3 separate regions of the Mus musculus genome follow, and regions 1 and 3 are each linked to region 2. The links are chromatin contacts, called in public HiCAR-type and HiChIP or PLAC-seq maps. All regions are on one chromosome and are shown on one strand. Each heading gives the region's core, a stretch centred on a gene start, on an enhancer-like site or on the middle of the called end of the contact. The rest is flanking DNA. Distances are from core to core; before and after follow the strand shown. Region 1 overlaps Kcnu1 (potassium channel, subfamily U, member 1). Region 2 overlaps Hook3 (hook microtubule tethering protein 3). Region 3 holds the start of Kcnu1 (potassium channel, subfamily U, member 1).

Region 1 (2,700 bases), core at 86-2,585, 150 kb after region 2:
ACGTCTGGCTTCTGCTCCGTGGATGTTTACTGAGCATGCTCCGTGGATATTTACTGAGCATGCTCCGTGGATGTTTACTGAGCACGGATGGAACTGCTGAGATACTGGTTTGGCAGCTGGAGGAGTCTTCCTGCTGCTATCACAGCTCCGAGAGAGTAATGATTCTGATCAAATAGGGGGGGTCAGGTTTTATAAATATTGGGACATGTCCTGTCAGGATACTGGCATTGAACCACCGAGATGGGGTATAGGGGGAATGGTATGTGTACTTAAGTGCTTTTGAAAATCAAGGAAATAGTTATAATTATTAGGTAGTTGTAGATGGGAAGGGTATCTGCTTGAGCGCAGAACTACAACATCTACAAGGCTCAGGGTCAGGGGTGAGGGGAGGCAGCGTTTAACAGATTCCTCTTTTTTTTTTTTTTAAGTGAATGTGTTAAGTTGTAAACATGTACACTGTAGTAAATATGTTTATCTGGCACCTTTAGATTTGCTAGGTTTCAGGAAAGCATTGTCAGAAGTCATTACTTCAGATAAACCGCTCAAAGAAGGACCTCATAGGTAAAGCGACATGCATTTTAACCCCAGCATACCGCTACCCAGTCTTTGTGTCATGCCTCGTGGTCGGTGATGTGTGTGGCTGATGTATCTTTCCTTCTGAATTAATGGTTTACAAAAGAGCCGAGTGCTCCTTATGATGCACAGGTCATTCTTCACCCTCCAAAGGACTTCTGTCACTGGGACTCTGAGGTGTGGTGACCTACCAGAACCACCTTGTCCAAGGGCATTGCTCTGCACCAGTGAAACATGCCACTGCTGTCCAGCATGTCGGTATCATCCACTGTGTCGTTTGTCGTTGGTCTAAGCAGAGAGAGTGAAGAGAATGTTCAGGAAACATGGGTGATAACGCTAAGGTTGGAGCCATAGCTCATTGACCTGCTCCAGTCACATGGTTCCTTCTAACCCTAAGGGAGCTGGGAGCATATTGATGTATAGCTAATAAATTGCAAAGCTTCCACTTAAGGCTTAGGTTAGAGGATGCTCTTGCTCGAAATACGCCAACTCTCCCATATATGGACTGGTGGGACACAGCAAATTAGGTCCAGAGAAACGAGAGACACAAGGTCTGAGGTAGAGAGAGTCTCCCTGTGGGAGACTGCACTGCTGGGACCATAATCAACGCTGAATTCAGTGGCCAGAATGGAGAACGTGAGCGGAGCCATGATCGCCGAACCTGGAGAGGCAAATGGACGTTCATCCCCCACCCCACCCTCTCTCACGTGGCCAGGATCATGGGCCGTGCACAGCTGTGACTGGATGCAGCAGAGACAGAACCCAGCAGGCAGGGAGAAGAGTGAACCCAGCAGGCTATGGACGGTATAGCAGAAAAGGGCCACAGGACCCTGATGTGGAGAGATTGAGCATGTTCGCCCTCTCCCCGCCCCCACCATTCCCAGCCAAGCGGAAATGCAGGAGCAGCAAGGAGAAGGTTGAATGTGGCGGAGGCTGAATGCCGTCACCGGTGAGGAGAGTGGGAATAGCATCAGAAAAGGGGTCCAGGAGATCGGCAATGCTCACCGCCTCCCCACCCCACCACTTCCGGGAGGAACAAGGAATCAGGACCAAGGGAAGAGCCCCCAGACCGTACAAACAGCCCCGGAAGTGGCACGTGTCTGCTGCCTCTCTAAGGGATCCAAAGGCCGGGTTATTGTTCTTAAGCTCTGGGTTTTTCATAGGAACCTACCTTGCTTTAAAATTCATCAACAAAAACGAACTAGATATCAACCGTAAAGATATCTGTCCAATGGTTCATACCTTTAATCCCAGCATTCGGGAGGCAGAAGCAGGGGCATTTCTGTGAGTTCGAGGCCAGCCTGGTCTACATTGTGAGCCTTTGTCTCAAAACAAAAATTAAAAAAAAAAAAAATTAAAAAACAACCAAACAAAACAGGTGTGTGTCCCCTGGATCTGTCTGGAACAGAGAGTGAGATATGTTCAGTAACCCCCAGCCTGATTCAGGACAGATGAATAAGGACACCCTTTCTTGCATTTGTGCCTTGGGCCATCTCCTTGTTCATCACACAGAATAGGAAAATGAGGGGCAAAGGCCCTGCCCGCCACTATACAGCAAAGCTCAGGTGGAGCGGAAGACACCCAGAGGCCCGTGCCCCACTAATATGAACTAGGACATGGTGGATGGGAGAGAAAGAGACACAAATCCCTGTGTGCACAGTGAAGAGAGGCAGAACTGGAGATGTGAGGGTGCTGAGAAACCTGGGCAGTGTGGGAGCGCTAGCCCCACTCCTTGAGGCTGCACTTGGGAAAGCAGGCCCTTCACCTTTCCTGGGAGCTGGTGGCATGGGAAGGGTGAGTCAGCCCTAAGCTCTTGAGCACAGGAGGGCATGAGAGCCTCAGAGTGACCCCAGACCTCAAAGGTTATGCAGTGGTGCGGGCACAAGAGCTATAGCTCCTGCTTTCCCTGACCCTCACTACCTGCAGCAGGCAGGACAGCCTGCCCCACCTCTTGTCAGGGCAAAGTGGGAGAGCTAGCCCTAGCAGTGTGAATGCCGGAGAGTTAGCAGGCTGACCAACTCAGCTACCACCCAGACCTAGATCCAAGGCTTTGAGTTGGCCTACCCCAACATCTACCCTATTGATGAACTGCTGGAGTGTGTGAAGAACTAAAGCGACAGGATCTCC
Region 2 (2,700 bases), core at 179-2,678:
CGTGTGCTGAGGTCTGTTCTTATGTAGAGTACTATCATCTACAAATATGGATCTTAGACTTGCCCTTTTTCTATGTGTATCCCTTTATTTATCTCCTTTGAGTCTGGCTGTACTAGCTAAGACTTGCAGTAGGGTTCCGAATAGGAGTTGGAAAGGTGCACACCCTGCCTGCTTAGAACTTTACTGTAGAACTCCTTCAGGAATAGACATATTGCTCATTGTCAGCCACATTAACAAACGAAAGGGAAATAGTTTCAGTTTGTACGGAAAAGGCATCTGACAAAGTCTAACATGTACTCCTAATTTTAAAAACTCAGTATACCAGAAGTAAAAAAAAGTTTCCTCCACACAATAAAGAAACATTTAGAAAACCTCAGTGGTGAAAGAATGAAAGTTTTTCTTCCAAGACTAGGTGCCACGGACTGGGCTCATTGGGCCCTCCTCAATCCATGCAAATCAAGGTCTCGGACAGATGGGCATAGAGTTGGTGGGCGTGGGGGTGACAAACAGACTGGACAGGAGAGACTATGTTGAATCTGAGTGTAATTTGTCAAATCGAGCATCAAACTTTTTATACAGAAGAATAACAAGAAACCATGTGACATATCCGCAGAGTTACAGTGACACAAAACATAAGGAATGTATACATCAAAAGATGGCGGGAGGGGGCTGGTGAGATGGCTCAGTGGTTAAGAGCGCCAACTGCTCTTCCGAAGGTCCCGAGTTCAAATCCCAGCAACCACATGGTGGCACACAACCATCCCTAATGAAATCTGATGCCCTTTTCTGGAGTATCTGAGGAGAGCTACAGTGTACTTACATATAGTAAATAAATAAATCTTTAAAAAAAAAAAAAAAAAAGATGGCGGGAACCAGGCTGCTGTTTACCACTAAGAAGGGAGCCAGGTGTAATGCTAGTCTATTGTTAAGCCCACCACCAGGGGTTCTTAGTAAATGCCTGATTATGCTGTTTCTTTGGGCCTAGTGAAGAAACCTGTCTCAGGGGGATTCCCTAACTCTTACATTTTAAACCCACCTATTTGCTCGGCCATTGTGTATTCCCTTGTTTGGGTTAGACTTGGCTACTGTCCTAAGTCCTAAGTAATCACTCTGCAGACTAGCCCTGAGCTATTCTAGCTCTGTTCTTTGTAATGCCTAATTAGTTTCACCTTCTCTGCTAGAAGTAAATTTGAATGTTACTGAATAGGTAACCTTCTCACAGAATTCCTACTGAATTCCAAGCTCATTGGCTTCAAGGGTTTTCTAGGACGTTGGAACACTGGTGGAGGCTTACCTATGTTAAAATTCAATCTTTAAAGGCACTTATAATAAAATAATACTGAAAGAGAGCATACACCATACTAACGTGGGGATAGGGTTTGAGTATATGGGTTATGAGAATGCCAAGGTTCCAGGAGGCTGAGTTTCCTCGAAACTCTGCCTCATGACTGCTTCCAGGCCTTTTGACCTTGACAGGCAGACTTCACTGGAGTGGGCATAGCAACTAGGAAGAAAATGAAGTGCCATCACCACTTTTCTTCAGGGTAATATTAGCATTTCTAGCCAGACCACTTAGGAAAAAAGGGAACAGGCAGCAAGGAGAAAATAGATTGCCTACTGTGTATTCAAATGCAGAAGAATGAAATTGACCCAAAGGACTAAGTATAAAACCTCACCGGGTAGGCAGACATTCTGATCACATTTAGTTTGACAGTGATCCCCTGAAATTGGTGCCAAAAGCATGCACAACAAAAGATGATTGAATGGGACTTTATTAATGTTGAAATTCTTAATGCACCAAAAATCACCTTCAACTGAGTAGAGGTAATCTACATAATGGAAGAAAGTATTTTCAAATATTTGATTTAATATCCAGGGGCTGAGAAGGTAGCTCAGTGGTTAAAGTGCTTGCTATGGAAGTATGAGGACCTGAGTGTGAGCTTGATACTCAGTGAGAAATCCTATCTCAAAATATAAAGTAGTGAGCTAGAAAGATGGCTCAGTGGTTAAGAGTACTGCCTGCTCTTCCAGAGGACCTGGGTTTGATTCCCTTCAAGCACGGGGTGGCTCCCAACCATCTGTAACTCAAGTTCCAGAGAATCCAAGGCAAACAAAAAATATACCAGGCAGTGGTGGCACATGATTTAATCCAAGCCTGAGAGAGGCAGAGGAGGCAGATCTGAGTTAGAGGCCAGCTTGGCCTGCAGAGCAAGTTCTAGGACAGCCAGTGTCAAACTAAGAAACCCTGTCTTGAAAAACCAAGCAAACAAAAAAGCAACTAGAAGAGCAATGCCCTCTTCTGGCCACTTCAGGTGCCTAGAACACATGTACATATATAGAAACATATATACACAAATATATGGAAAGTGCAGGTGATTGAAGAAGACAATTGAGGTCAGTTCTGACTTCTGCATATGATCTCAGACATATACATGAACACGGGATATATATACACAGAGACTACACAGAATAACTGAAGAATTTGAAAATTGAATAATTATAAAAAAAATAAAACCCATTTCACATATGAACAAAGGAGTTAAATAGAAGGAACTATATATCTCCAAAGAAGATTAACAGATGGCCAAAACCCACAAGAATTAGTGATATCGTTGGTCACTAGAAAAAGACAGATCAATTCATTACACAAACTTGTGAGGCCAGTGCTCCTCCCACTACCACCATGACTGCAAACAAAGG
Region 3 (2,700 bases), core at 119-2,618, 210 kb after region 2:
TGAGCAAGAAGTATTCTATTACAAAACAACAAGAACAACAACAACAACAACAACAACAACAACAACAAACTATTATAATCTATTCCAGGAGGAAACAAAGTCTAAGAAGTAAAACATTGAAATGAACTATATAGGGCTTAATAACATTCTTCCATTGAGCCAATTGTGGTGGCATATACTTTTAATCCCAGCAATCAGGAGGCAAAGGCAAATGAGTTAAAAGGCCAGTCTGGTCTACATATCGAGTTCCAGGCCATCCAGGGCTACACAGAGAAACCCTGTCTCTAAACAAACAAACAAACAAACAAACAATAAAAAATAGAGCAATTCTGTGGAATTGAAGAGACATTGTTTCAGACTTTTAATATGTCATCCTCATAAAGCCTCATGTCCCCACTATCATTTGCCAGCGATCAACATCAACCTTTGCAGAACTAGTTACACGGCAGAGAATACCTACCACGTGTGTGTGGCTGATGTACGTAACTCATAAGAGCAGTGTATACATAGGACACACATGAATTGTGTGGAAAGCATATTCAAAGGTAAGGCTGAGTTGATGTGCCTTTGTGGCTCCCTTATAGTAGTTAACAAAACCCTCTCCTTCTGAAGCAAAATCTTTTGTAGCCCAGGCTGATTGCAAACTCACATTGGCGATAATCTCTCTTTTGTAGCTCTGGCTGTCCTGGAACACGCTACATAGACTATTATGGTCTTCTCTAAGAACACACATACACACACATACACACACATATGTAAATTACATATGTAATTTATTTATAGTAGATTATTTATACACTACGTATACATTCTCTCTCTCTCTCTCTCTCTCTCTCTCTCTCTCTCTCTCTCTCTGGATAGAGTGTCTCCTCAATCCATGTAGTCTAGGATGGCCTGAAACTCACATCAATCCTCCTGCCTCAAGTGCTGGAATCCCATAAAGTACCACACTTGACCTTAACTGTCTTTTTAAGATTTGAAACAGGTTTGTAGTCAATGTACATGGAAGGTTTTGTTTTGTTTTGTTTTGTTTTGTTTTGTCCTTTTTTCAGAACAGAGACTCTGGTACATCCATCCTCATACATGGTCAACAAGCTTTGCCAATCTTCACACATGGGTGTCCCAGACAAGGAAACTGACCAAGAGTCCTCTTGGCCCCTTGACGTATTTCCAACTTCTTGAGCTTTTCAAGGCTATTCTGAAAAGGAATAAGATGATGAGTCCCCCGAAGAAAGTCGCCAAGGAGGAAAGAATGAACGCTGCCTGGATTTCGATTGTACATGACGTTTCCGTCAACTCCTTCTGATTTAAACTGTCTAGCAATGTTTGAGACATCTTGAGAAAGACACTGTTGGGCTAATCTATGATGTCATGGTCACCCGGCAACAGTCCCAGGAGGCACACTTCCTTGTGTTACATCACCTCAAGATCTGATGGGAAAGCCAATGAGAGGCTCAGGGATCAAGAGTCCCTTAACCACTCAGGGGAAACTTATTGACTGCAGTCAACTGACAGAGAATGCGAGAGACCACCAGAGGTGGTCAGTAGATGAATGTTCTGAACGCCCTCATTGCTTCATGTGAGACCTTGAGGAGTTCTACTCTCTGGGACATTGACTAGCCGCTGGCTGCCTTTTGGCTTGTTTAGCCAAGCAATTTCAAGCTTTCTTTTTGGTGACACACATGCAGCAATCTCAGAGATAATAGTATATTCTCTTGAGAATTTCAGGAAAAAAATTCCTTAATGATTTGGATTTTTGTTTATTCTTTTGAAAAATTGTGGGTAAACAGTAAATTCGTCTAAATATCTAAGGTACTACATGAAGCCTGGTTAGTAATATTGAAATATATTTGTAAAATTGTACTGAAACAATGAAGGAGTATAACCTGTGTGTCTGGACACACATATTTTGCACTTCCACACACCTATACACATGGTGACTATGAAATGGTAGGTGTGATTGGATGATAATTGACAACTTAAATATGAATAGTTAAGAGCACTGAAAATATATACATTTCAAAGAATCACTTATGTTTTTAAGCTATATATATATTTTGGGAGATATATTTTTGTTTATCTTTTAAGCAAGAATGGCTCATGGTAGAGTATGGGTGTTATATAAGCACTTCTACTGTAATGTAATGTGATTGGTCACTTGATACCATCAAACTGGCCCCTCATCTATTCCTTATCTCTGCCCTGTCAGTAAAACCTCGGGTTCAACAAACACGGATCAGAAAGCGACAACTCCGCTCTAAGTCTCTCTTTCAAAGCTGTAAGAAATGTCAGACCTTATCATTTGTTTGAGGTAGAATTTTTGTCTCGGGTGGCGAGCCTGTCTCACCTTTGTCCTAGAGGATCAGACATGAGGAACACACGTGCTCCCCAGGAGCCCAGCCTGACCACTTTGTGTAACACACTATTTCCTGGAGACGGAGAAGTCATTTCCTGGACTGCTATCGCGGTTCTCTGTCTGTCGCCCAAGCTTTTCTGTCACTTCTACTACAACCCTCCAGTTGGCTCTGGGCAGCATTGTCTAAGTGGGAGGAGCTCTGACCACCTGTCACCAAGCAAGGTCTAAGGAGTCTCCTTCACTTTATAGTCAGTATATGTCAAACGCAATGATCTCTCTCTCTCTCTCTCTCTCTCTCTCTCTCTCTCTCTCTCTCTCTCTCTTTTCCGGAGACAGGGTTTCTC

What was found. HiCAR-type assays count read pairs that join an accessible place to other places. HiChIP or PLAC-seq counts read pairs in DNA pulled down with a chosen protein or histone mark.
Region 1: a contact with region 2 is called in an H3K27ac HiChIP or PLAC-seq map of embryonic stem cells, with 15 read pairs. The contact joins two enhancer-like sites. A contact is called at or near these places in 2 of 115 datasets of contacts at active chromatin or transcription factors (both in embryonic stem cells) and 3 of 9 other capture datasets (adipose tissue, liver and pancreatic islet).
Region 3: a HiCAR-type map of embryonic stem cells shows a contact between it and region 2, with 15 times the contacts expected there. The contact joins the promoter of Kcnu1 here to the enhancer-like site in region 2. A contact is called at or near these places in 4 of 39 promoter capture datasets (cranial neural crest, embryonic stem cells, hematopoietic stem and progenitor cells and 1 more), 2 of 484 Hi-C or Micro-C datasets (cerebellar granule neurons and embryonic stem cells), 6 of 115 datasets of contacts at active chromatin or transcription factors (embryonic forebrain, embryonic stem cells and neural tube) and 3 of 9 other capture datasets (adipose tissue, liver and pancreatic islet).

What each region holds. Positions count from the first base shown.
Region 1 is chr8:25,909,011-25,911,710 of GRCm38.p6, reverse strand. It overlaps Kcnu1 (potassium channel, subfamily U, member 1), which reads right to left. Exons shown (of 27, transcript NM_008432.3): 20 at 765-861. Among named protein-coding and RNA genes, the nearest start is that of Kcnu1, 61 kb to the right of the region's middle. Within about 2 kb of position 1,335, at least 73 of the 459 cell types and tissues checked have an H3K27ac peak or open chromatin away from gene starts, as enhancers often do. A contact at or near this core is called in embryonic stem cells, where this site is marked.
Region 2 is chr8:26,062,314-26,065,013 of GRCm38.p6, reverse strand. All of the region lies in intron 13 of Hook3 (hook microtubule tethering protein 3), which reads left to right. Among named protein-coding and RNA genes, the nearest start is that of 1700047A11Rik, 19 kb to the left of the region's middle. Within about 2 kb of position 1,428, at least 10 of the 459 cell types and tissues checked have an H3K27ac peak or open chromatin away from gene starts, as enhancers often do. A contact at or near this core is called in embryonic stem cells, where this site is marked.
Region 3 is chr8:25,848,291-25,850,990 of GRCm38.p6, reverse strand. Kcnu1 (potassium channel, subfamily U, member 1) reads right to left here and starts at 1,368. Exons shown (of 27, transcript NM_008432.3): 1 at 1,141-1,368. The coding sequence starts at 1,335.